Regions from separate parts of the Mus musculus genome. Here regions 2, 3 and 4 are each linked to region 1. A link is a contact called in public Hi-C and HiChIP or PLAC-seq data. All regions are on one chromosome and are shown on one strand. The core of a region is the stretch at or near the end of the contact, and the rest is flanking DNA. Distances in the headings are between cores, read along the strand shown. Region 1 has its middle 220 kb from the start of Gm32590. Region 2 has its middle 28 kb from the start of Gm32590. Region 3 has its middle 76 kb from the start of Mir21c. Region 4 overlaps A930035F09Rik (a long non-coding RNA gene).

Evidence for each region. HiChIP or PLAC-seq counts read pairs in DNA pulled down with a chosen protein or histone mark. Hi-C and Micro-C count contacts between places; a contact is called where the count stands out from the background.
Region 2: a contact with region 1 is called in an H3K27ac HiChIP or PLAC-seq map of heart atrium, with 4 times the contacts expected there. The contact joins two enhancer-like sites. A contact is called at or near these places in 4 of 484 Hi-C or Micro-C datasets (the 3T3-L1 cell line, brown adipocytes, psoas muscle and 1 more), 1 of 115 datasets of contacts at active chromatin or transcription factors (heart atrium) and 1 of 9 other capture datasets (bone marrow-derived macrophages).
Region 3: a contact with region 1 is called in a Hi-C map of uterus, with 3 times the contacts expected there. The contact joins two enhancer-like sites. A contact is called at or near these places in 4 of 484 Hi-C or Micro-C datasets (the HL-1 cell line, cerebral cortex, liver and 1 more) and 1 of 115 datasets of contacts at active chromatin or transcription factors (heart atrium).
Region 4: a CTCF HiChIP or PLAC-seq map of the NIH/3T3 cell line shows a contact between it and region 1, with 7 read pairs. The contact joins two enhancer-like sites. A contact is called at or near these places in 1 of 15 datasets of contacts at CTCF or cohesin (the NIH/3T3 cell line), 1 of 484 Hi-C or Micro-C datasets (brown adipocytes) and 1 of 115 datasets of contacts at active chromatin or transcription factors (vascular smooth muscle cells).

The regions. Positions count from the first base shown.
Region 1 is chr8:128,024,452-128,027,158 of GRCm38.p6, reverse strand. No RefSeq gene overlaps it. Among named protein-coding and RNA genes, the nearest start is that of Gm32590, 220 kb to the right of the region's middle. Within about 2 kb of position 1,353, at least 128 of the 459 cell types and tissues checked have an H3K27ac peak or open chromatin away from gene starts, as enhancers often do. A contact at or near this core is called in the NIH/3T3 cell line, heart atrium and uterus, where this site is marked.
Region 2 is chr8:127,832,619-127,835,318 of GRCm38.p6, reverse strand. No RefSeq gene overlaps it. Among named protein-coding and RNA genes, the nearest start is that of Gm32590, 28 kb to the right of the region's middle. Within about 2 kb of position 1,253, at least 12 of the 459 cell types and tissues checked have an H3K27ac peak or open chromatin away from gene starts, as enhancers often do. A contact at or near this core is called in heart atrium, where this site is marked.
Region 3 is chr8:128,200,333-128,203,358 of GRCm38.p6, reverse strand. No RefSeq gene overlaps it. Among named protein-coding and RNA genes, the nearest start is that of Mir21c, 76 kb to the left of the region's middle. Within about 2 kb of position 1,583, at least 49 of the 459 cell types and tissues checked have an H3K27ac peak or open chromatin away from gene starts, as enhancers often do. A contact at or near this core is called in uterus, where this site is marked.
Region 4 is chr8:128,237,841-128,240,540 of GRCm38.p6, reverse strand. All of the region lies in intron 1 of A930035F09Rik (a long non-coding RNA gene), which reads left to right. Among named protein-coding and RNA genes, the nearest start is that of Mir21c, 39 kb to the left of the region's middle. Within about 2 kb of position 1,375, at least 31 of the 459 cell types and tissues checked have an H3K27ac peak or open chromatin away from gene starts, as enhancers often do. A contact at or near this core is called in the NIH/3T3 cell line, where this site is marked.

The sequences.
Region 1 (2,707 bases), core at 104-2,603:
GCTTATGCAATCAGCAAAGGAATATAATTCAGGACAGACACGATTGTTTCTTCAAATATTCTTAGCCTAGCTTGATTGGTTCCACAGAAGGGAACACAAGTCTATGAAGGGCAGGCTGGACTCACAGTGATATGGAATAGCGGCCATTTACTGAGAAATTATCAGATCAGGATTATGTGAGTAAGATGCCAGGTACTGTGAATATATTTTGAAGTAGATTTTTTTAAAATTCAAAATAAGATAAGGTAACCTTGACCAAATAAAATTAATATCCTATACCATTCATTCATTCATTTATTTAATTCAGTTTTTGAGATAGGCTGTCACTGTGTAGCCCAGGCTAACTTGGAACTTATTTTTGAAAACTCATTTTGATGTGTATGTATATATGTATGCATGCATCATGTGTGTATGTATATATGTATGTATGTATGTATGTATGTGTATATCTGTGTTTGTATATACCCAAGTAAATGTGTCTGTGTACCTGTGTGTGCACATATGTAAAGGCCAGAGGTCAACATCAGGTAAAGTTCTTAAGTACTCTTTATTGTTTAATTTTTATCTTATGTGTATGTGTGTGTGTGTGTCTTCAAGTCTGTACATGAAACACATGATGTGTATAGGGATCCTTAGAGACCAGTATTGAGTATCAGATCCCATGGAACTGGTGTTATAGATGGTTGTGAGCCATCTGATGTGAGTGCAAGTAATAGCAGGTTCTCCGCAAGAGCAGCAAGCTCTCTTGACAGCAGAGACATTGCTTCAGCTCTTTGACCATCTATCTATCTATCTATCTATCTATCTATCTATCTATCTATCTATCTATTTCTTTATCTATGCATCATCTAAACCTAGAGCTTTCCAATTGGCTAGACCAGACATTTTCCTTCCTTAGTGAGACCTCTCTGGAAATATCCTCACAGACAAAGAGGAGCCCCAAGGACCCTCCTGTCCCAGTCCTGGGATTATGATAATGCTGGCCTCTGCCCTTATATCTTCCTCTTCCTCCTTTCCATCGCCTCCTATTCCTCTTCCTCCTGCTCCTTTTATTTTTATTTAATGTGGACACAAGGTTCTCATGCTTTCATAACACTCATTTTATCTCCTCAGCTCTGGCCTTAAACCCTTGGTCTTTCTCTGCATCACTGTGAAAATTGTCCCTGGATTATAAAACAATACCAAAGATCTCTTTTTCCTTCTGAGTGTGGACGGCCATAGGTCCTTCTGTACAGCAAGGGTCACAGTCTTCTAGATATAAGTCATTTTGGGTGCCTGGGCTGTGCATGAGGCAATGTCTTCCCTCCGTCCCCAAAGGTCTATGTGTGCAACCCTGTTGGAGAACTTTCACAAACATTTAACCCTGACCTTTACAGATCCACATTAAACAAACTGCTGTGCCCAGCCTTCTTTCTTGCTATTGTTGCCAGAGTCTGAGGTTTCCTCTGGAATCTAATGGAGTCTCACTCATTTCCTGTCCGGGGAGCTTTGGCATCCAGGGTGCAGACCCCTGGAGGCTGTAGAAGCTCTCAGCCCAGGGTCTGCTCTTCTTCTGGGTCTTTTACCCTATGTCAAGATCTCAGGCCCCTCCTGCCCAGTGACCCGAGTCACAAGAACCAATGTCTCTGGTTGGTGGCCATCTGGCCCTGTACCAGCCCTATGGATGGTTTGGCTTCCATTCCTCTCCAGTCCCCACACCCCTCCCTTCTCTGTGGCCCAGGAGGAAACATTTAGCTCCCAGCTGCTTGCAGCCTGGACTGGCTCTTCCAGCCCCTGCTCCGTGTTCTGGGTTCACTTGGAATGGCTCTGCTTTCCATTCCCAGGCCCTGTCCATGTGTTCTGTTTAAGACGGTGGCCCGCTGCCACGTTCTCTTTTGCTACATTTGAAATTATTTTAATTTGAAGTTGATGCAGTGCAGCTAATTCATTTCATTCTGCCAGCCACACAGTGTTCTCTCTCTCTCTCTCTCTCTCTCTCTCTCTCTCTCTCTCTGTGTGTGTGTGTGTGTGTGTGTATGTGTGTGTATCTCTGTGTGTTTATGTCTCTCTGTGTGTGTCTGTGTGTTGAAAGGAAAATTCCTTTCACATGGCCTTTGTCCCCAGAAATCTGAATATCTCTTTGTCTTGGCACTTCTCCCAGTAACACCATTTCATGCCCTTTTCTTTTGGCCTATTCTTAGGATATCAGGGTGGGGGCAGGGGAGTCTGGGTCTCTTATAATTCTGTTTCTCACATTGGCTACAAGAAGAAGGACCAGCCGCCCCCCCCCCCGCCCCCCCCCCCTGCCTTGGGCAGTCCATCCAGTCTTCCCTGGTAAGCACTCAGCTTTCCTTAGTCCCTTCTTCTGCTCCTTTTAGCCACTTTCCCCTAACTATAGGCAGCTGAGATCCCTGGAGAGCAAGCATCTCACCTTCAGGGTCAGCTCTTTGCAATGTGAGGTAGGGGGATAGAATTAGTTAACTCAGCAAGCATGCTGGCTTATGGGTATTCGTCATTCTGCATCATAGTCATTTTAGACACTAACCCTATCATTTTAATGTTTTGTTATTAAAAACTGTAATATTTTAACCCAGGAGAGTTAGTTATTTGAGAACTTTTATCCAAGATACTAGGGAAGGTCTGAGGCGACAGTAAAGTGCTTGCTCTGCAGACAGAAGTTGAGTTCAATCCATAGCAGCCAAATGTGAATAAAAAGCTGGATATGGTA
Region 2 (2,700 bases), core at 4-2,503, 190 kb after region 1:
AAGAACCATCTCAGAGGATACACCAGGCACCCCCAAACAGCTATGAAAGTTGTGCTTCATTAAAGAGTTTACATCTACGGTTAGGGGGAAAGTTGAGTCTATAAAGCGTTTGCCGCACAGGATTGAGGATCTGAGTTCAATCCTCAGAAACCCACTTATGATATTGCTCCTCTGTAATCTCAGCATGGGGAGGCAGATAGGCAAGCCTCTGTGGTTCTCTGGGCAGCTAGTGTAGCCAAGTGCCAGATCCCAGTGAGAGACTAAGAGATCTTGTCTCACAAAACAAAGAAATAAGAAAAATAAGAAATGGCCTGTGGCTTCTACATCCATAAGCATACATGTATATCTACAAACACACACACACACTCACACACACACACATACATACATATACACACACACTCACACACATACATACATAAGCACACACACACACATGAATACACATGGATGCATACACACACACATATACATACACTCACACACATATACACATACCCCACACACACACTCACACACATATACACATACCCCCACACACTCACACACACATATACATACTCCCACACACACACACACACACACACACTCACACACACATATACCCCCCACACTCACAAACATATACACACAAGCACACACACATACACACACACATGCATTCAGATGTGTGCATACACACACACACACACTCAGGCACACTTTTAAATTTTATAGCATTGATTCTAAAGTTGGGAAGACGGGTGCCTTGATGGGGTGAACACTGGCTCTCCTCATTCTCCAGGCTCCAGTTCTTAGGAATGGAGAAGTGTCAGGGCTTAGAGGGCAGCAGCCAGACATTGAAAAAGACTTCTCACATGACTCCAATCATCTTCATTTTACACAGAACAGAATAAAAAGCATTGTGTTCTCTCCCGTCTCTTATTGTTAGTGATGTTTTCCTCCCAGTTGGCCACTCCTTTCCAATGCCCTGACACTTCTTATGCATGTCAGATTGTTACCAAAAACATGATGAGCGACAATTTGCTAAGCGAGACTGTCTCAGCCAAGTAAAAAGGCTCTTTTCCCTCAATTTCAAAAACTCTATTAATCTGTGCTGATAACAACCTTCCCATCTTGAGAGTCTGGAAAAAAATTTCAAAACAATGCTATTGCCAAACCATGTGGTAAATTCCCTTTGGTGCTGCTACACAAGTATGAAGCTATTCCAACCAGACCTCCCATGCTTAGGGACTTTCCTCAGCCCCCTGATGTTCTGTAAGTCTCCACCACTCCTCTTCACAGAGCATGGCCAGCATCAGCTCCTCATCTCTGCAAAGCAGATTTAAAGACTGCATGCTTTCTTTCTTAAGTGCAGCCAGCTTGTTTTCTTCTCTTTTCTCCCTCTCTGCCTTCTTTTCTTCTGCTCCTTTTTCCTTTTTCTCCCCCTCCTTCCTCTCTTCATTTCTCCTTTCTCTTTCTTTCTCTCTCTCTCTGTCTGTGTGTGTATATGTGTAAATTAACATATACACAAAGAAGAGACAAAATAGGGAGACAGAAAAGCATCTCTCTCTATATATATACACATACACACACACACACATACATACACACATAGACATACATTATACATATACATACACATACATATACATTAAACTTGTTGAAAAACTTGTTCGTGTATACAATACATTCAACCAACTCACCCCCTTTTTTTAATCTCCCTTTCTACTTTGTCAACCCAACCCTCCTACAAATCCATTTCTTATATGCCTGTACTGGCTAGTTTTGTGTCAACTTGACACAGCTGGAGTTACCACAGAGAAAGGAGCTTCAGTTGAGGAAATGCCTCCATGAGATCCAGCTGTAAGGCATCTTCTCAATTAGTGATCAAGGGGGAAAGGCCCCTTGTGGGTAGAACCATCTCTGGGCTGGTAGTCTTGGGTTTTATAAGAGAGCAGGCTGAGCAAGCCAGGAGAAGCAAGCCAGTAAAGAACATCCCTCCATGGCCTCTGCATCAGCTCCTGCTTCCTGACCTGTTTGAGTTCCAGTCCTTATTTCCTTGGTGATAAACAGCAGCATGGAAGTGTAAGCCGAATAAACCCTTTCCTCCTCAACTTGCTTCTTGGTCATGATGTTTGTGCAGGAATAGAAACCCTGACTAAGACAATGCTCTCTTGTTTTATGGCAAACTGACTTACACCAAGGCCAAATGTGTGACTATGGGATTGCAACCACCCTCACCCCCAGAGCCTGGGGAATCCATCAGTGGATACATAACTGATGCCAATGAGTTCCCTCTCCCAGACTCTGTCAGTATCCAATAACTAACAGGACAGGTGGGACTCTGTGAGTCCTGCTGCCATCAAGACTGACTGTTGACAAGGCCGGTTTTGTATAGGCCTGGGCCAGGCAACAACATTTGCTGTTAGTTTACAATCACTATAGCTCCATCATACCCAAACATGGCATTTTGTTGCTCTACTCCCCATCATCTGGTTCTTACATTCTTCCCACCCCCTCTTCTACAATGTTCATTAAACATTAGGGGAGCTGTATATATCATGTTTAGGGCTGAACACGTGACCATCACTTAGTTTCAGCACCTTGAACAGTCATGGAGTGCAAAGAGAAAATTCTCTGATTAAAGCCAAGAGTAGCATAGACAAGGGCATTTAGAACGCAGTTTGTCTCTATGCCATTTTAGTTAAGCAACAGCAG
Region 3 (3,026 bases), core at 334-2,833, 180 kb before region 1:
TTCACTTCATCAAGAGGCACAGCTGAGAACTGCTCCTGATGTTCCTGCTAGTCCAAATCCCTCCTACCTGGCTGTTCCTGCTAGGTTGTGCCACCTGCTGCTATCCCAACACAACTAAAGAACCATCATTAAAAGTAGACCACTGTTTTATACAATGTAGAGTAACTTAGAGTAGGGTAACACATGATCACTATGTATTGTCTATCAGACAAGATCTCATGTAGCCCAAGCTGGCTTTGAATTTGCTATATAGCCAAGGCTGACTCTAAGATTCAGCACACCAAATTTATGCAGTGCTGGACCTCAAGACTTCAGGGACTGAAGCCACATCCTTGCCCCCAATCTCTCTCTTCCTTTGAGTATACACATGCAAATTCCTTGATACCATGAGGATGATTTTTACTGGATCAGTCTAGACAAGGCCCCTCAACTATGATGAAGTAGGAAGATAGTATAGGGAGAAGAGAGCAAGATCATAGGTCATATAACTGGCATATAGTTGGCTGTTAGGTTGAGTATCAGTTTCTAGAAGGTCGTGCTCATGCTTTGGCTTGGGTCAGGAAGTTGGATGCTAACTGAGCCGCAGGAAGAACAGCTAGGCAGGCCCATCTCTGTATTGAGAGCCATGACCACAGGAACTGATGCAATGAAGATGTTGGTTTTGCCATCTAGAAGGCTCACAATTTGGGATGCTTTTCAAACTTCTGGGTAAGCATGACAATGCAAATCTGAAGCAAGACAAGAATGTGGGCACTCAGCAACTGAGAGCTTTGTAAGCAGGTTCCCAGATCCTAGCTGCACTTAAGTTGAGTCTGAGCCCCTGGGCAACTTCCTGAGAAAGCTAGAAAGCATAAAAATAGCTTCAAAGTGCACAGCAGCCAAACATGCCTGCTTCTTAGCTTCACTGAGATCTTTATCTATAGATCTACATCAGATCTTCAGAGATCTGATCTGTAGGTTGGCAGGGAGGAGAAACAGGAATGTGGAGGCAGTAAATCCCATGAGCTAGTAACATGGGCACCTCCACCACCTGCCAGCTCGGGATAGTTCACAGATGAGGAAGTTGCAGCTACAGGAGAGTTGATTCACAGGAAGAGAAAGCTCTGGTGTTCCAGAACTATAAGTCTGCGCCCCCATAGAGATAGATACTGAAATAGGGTATTTTCTGAAAGAACATGAACATGATGAATAAGTCACTGGCTATCCTTATGCCCTGATGTAGTCTTTGGATTTTTTTAGTTCTAAAGAAGAAACACAAGAGACCAAGATGTGTTCTGCAGGTTACCTGGTGATATTTTCATGGGTGGAAGGAATAATTCATGAAGCCTGTCCCCATCTCATTATGGAACATGTTTTACTCATTTACTTAATTTACTGAAGATTTTAATATCACATGGCTGCCAGAAGGACATGGAAACATTTAGAAGCAGGACTCAGGGCATTAACTTCAAACGCCCACTCCTCAACCTTCTGCCAAGAAATAACAAAATATTTGTCTCTGAGATAGTTAACCTCCCTTCCATACGCAATCTACAACACATTACCTTGGCAGGCTCTGCTCTGTCCCCCTTCTCCCCCACAGGGGATGGGAATCGTTTTACTTAGGTTTCCAACTTTTCCCACGAAGATGAGAAACACCAGGAACACACAGCATTTTCCAACAAATTAGTTTGTCCTGAGATCATTTTTCATCTAATTTAAGGGTAAATGTCACAGATGTGTTTCACTGTATTGGAACTAAGGAAGTGAAGTTCCAAATGCAGTCAAGAAATACAATGTCCCTGTGGGCACAGTCAGGGTTTTTATCTACACAGGACCCTACTCCTGTCCCCCAGAGTCAACAGACACTTTTGAGTGTGACCCTCCTCTAGAGGGTGTGGCATCTTTTAAAATTTTTCTTCACTCCAAGGACTCTGGATATATTAGGTCCAAAATCAACTGTTGGCTTTCTGATACATTTTGCCCAACACAAAGTTGCTCAATGTGCCAATCACCAGTGGGGAATGATTATTTATTCCTCAGCAATATGCTTTGAAGAACAGTGGGATGTGGCTCCAGAGAAATAACACATTTTTCTCTGTTTTTCAAATAGTTCATGAAAAATACTGATGTGAAGTACCAATTACCCCCCCCCCATGAATTGGGCTGGAAGTCTTATTGTATGCTTTAAAAAATCACTTACAATTTGCTCATCCCCTTTTAATTCCACAGCAAAAAGGATGCATTTTTCTTGCTCTAAAGATTAAAGTTCGGTCTGTCTTCCTATTTGGTACAAGGGACTCTCTGACACACTGTATTCTCACATCCCCCCATATATCATTATGGGCTGTAAACTGTAAAAGATTGATGTCTACCAGAAGGACCTCCAGAGGTTGCATTCTAGTTAAAATAACAAAATACTCCCTGTTCTCTGGATGTGTCTGAAGAATAGCCCATGGCCCTTGTTTCCCAGACTGGAGTGAGCTTCTGCCTTTAAGACAGTCCATTTTGGATCCAAACTAAATACCTTGCCTAGTGAATTCTCTTGCTAATGAAGTTACTAACAGAGGCCTACTTGCTATTGCTTAATCTGAATGTTTGAATGAGACTTAGCTGCTTTCTGGTCACCATGCTGGAAATGAGATAACTGCTGAGTGCTTAGTGGGCCACCTCTATCACTCTCTCCAAGGCTTAGGTAACACTAGGAAAGAGGAGATATAAAGAAGGTAAACGTAGAAGAAGGTGGCACTTTCTGAGTCTCTCTATTCGAGTAATGGCTGCTGAGGGAAGAAGAGGCATTTTGTTCAGTGATATAGCCATTGCTCCATTTAGTAAGTCTAGGTCACTGAGTCATATACACAGATATGAAAGCAGAAAGGAGAAGAAAACAGATCAACAAAGGGGACAAGAGAGGATTATGGGAGGTAAATACAATAAAAAAAAATACATAAAGAAAATGGCTCTCTAGGCATGCTCATGGAAGCAGGCCAAGAAATTTGAACAAGGTTGAAATGATGTCCCATGAATGGCCTTTCTTTTCTTACCAC
Region 4 (2,700 bases), core at 126-2,625, 210 kb before region 1:
AGGTAGAAGCAGGAAGACCAGGACTCCAAGCTCATCTCTAGCTATTTAGTAAGTTGGAGGCCAGCAGTTGTTTAATTTTCTAGTAATTGTTCTTTTCTTTTATTTTCTAGTAATTGTTATGTTCTATTGTTTTGCTGTGCAATGATTAAAGTAGTTAGGTAGTTGTCTAAACGTCATTAATTTATATTAGCAGGTGTTGAAGAGGCCACTGTAAGAGGATAAAGAAGTGGATGTCTCCTACCATCTGATCTGAGGAGTACACAACCTGTTCTGAAATCTAACCAAGCATGACTCTATGAAGGCCATTCCTTCTTGTCCCTTTAAGCCATCTCTCCCTGTGCCGGTCTCCATAATTTTGAATGATAGCTTAGTGTTCATTTATGGCTATGATTATGATTAAAACACAATTAATCTCTGATAATGCCCTGTCTACACTGCTTACTAAATCAGAACTTCCTAGGGCACTTTACTTTTATTTAATTTCTGCAGTAAATTCATGTGAGTCACCAGCACTGACGTTGGCTTGACTTTTCCTTTATAAAAGTTTGAGTCATTGTGTGGCACTGAGACAAATCCCTCCCAGTGTTTTAGTGGTCAGCTCTAAGCTGATTAATGGTGGAACATACTTAATGTATTTGAAACATACCTAAAAGATAGCTCATGACTGTTAAAGGAAGAGCCAGCCTTCATACAATTTAAGAGGCTCCTTACTCTGAAACCTGCAGACTATGTGCTTCTCTCTCATCCAAATTGTTTTAAAAATATTTACTTAAATATTCATAAAAGTTTTTTATGGAGATTCACAAAAATCCACCAACACTGACAGATATAAGACTTTGTTTCAGGGATAGGTGAGTAATTCAGTGATTTTTTTTTTTCAGGAGATCCCCTGAACTGTAGATGAGTTTGCTTCAAGGTTCTAAATGAAGCAAGTCATAAATAAATTGACCTTAAAATTCCCAAGGATTATTTTGAGTATTAAGGAACATTTGATTATTAGTGAATCTTGAAATACTAAATGGACCAGGTTAGAGTGGTTGGGCTTACACTGTATGGTCTCATTGCAGTTTACACGCAGACAGTTACCATCATCGGATGGCCTTCGTCATAATGAGGGAAGTGCTTCAGGCCATTCAGAATCAATAAGATACTGACTGTACTTGAGTTACATGAAGTCATCAACAAGGATGCTAAGAAGCCCCATCTGAACAGTTTGAAAATCTTCTTAATATGGAGTTCTTAACAGCAGATATAAGCATCTAATGAATTACCAGTTCATTACTGCTGCAGCCTGAGTTCAGTCTGCAGTGACCTACTCCCTGCTTGCCTGTTGTGCATTCACTGCTGCTGTGCTGACTCACAGTGAGCTGTGAAAGGCAGGCATGATTCCCATCATGCCCAGCAGGGCCTCCCCACATGCACATGCTCCACATATGGACCACATAGCCTATGCAGGGCAATAGAGTGCTGCTGGCCGTGGCTAGGTTCATTGCGGTTTGCAACATTCTTAATATATTAATTGGGTAATGTGAGGATCAATGGCTAATGATTAAAATTGATCAGAGGTGCATTTAAAGGTTCCTGGTGGCAAACTGAGTTTGTAGGCAACAGTGCAATTTTAGCTAATCTCTCAAATGTGCTCGTATAACTTGGCTGCATGGAAGTATCAGAGAGGAATCATGCACTCAAGAAGCAAGTGCAGTGCTACACATGTGTGTCACTAATGTGCAACTGTGATGATCTTTCCAGGTATGTTTCCATATTAAGTGCAGGGTAGTACTCAAAGAGCTTGAACACTGCAGCAGATGTCTGGTAGAGTTAGGGAAAGTTTTCTTTTTTTTAAAATATTTTTTATTATTATGTATTTTCTTCAATTACATTTAGAATGCTATCCCAAAAGTCCCCCATACCCTCCCCCCCCCCACTTCCCTACCCACCCATTCCCATTTTTTGGAAAGTTTTCTATAGCCCTGTTCTAGAAGAAAAAAGTTTTCATGCAAAAGAATGTATGTTATTCATATATATATTCTATTGATGGCTCTATCTTTAGCTGTTATCTATATCTACCATCTGTTTATCTACTTCTCATCTATCAATAATTTATATGCACTTACCATCTATCTATTCATCTGTCAATTATATCTTCTATCTATTATTTATCTATAAACCTGCCCATCATCTAGCAAGTTGTCTGTCTATGTGACTAACACGCATCAGACCCACTCATTTTCTCCACCACTATTCTGCAGATTAAAAGACCTAGAAATTTTATGTTAAAATATACACTAAAGGATGCACATACAATATAATTGGATAAAACTATCTTGACATGCAAGATTTTAAAAGAATCCTAAGGTGTATGGACATTTAAAGGGTAGGAAGATTAGCAACAAAACCACTTGTGAAATGACTAATTACCAAGCACTGTCTGAATGCTTTTCTCAGCCCATAGAACATTTCACCTGACAAAAGGCTTATCCCCCTCTTTAAGCAGAACACCCTTTTGGCACCTAAAGATGAATATCTACAAATATCTTTAAATAATATGTGTCATTTTGCCGTTTATGAAGTCAGTTCATATACAGATTAGGTTTTCTAACCTGTAGCTTTGAATTAGCATCGTATGAAATGCACCATCTCTGACACACTGTGGACGTATGTTTTATCAGTTCAATTATTTTAATGATAAATTTCCTTTAG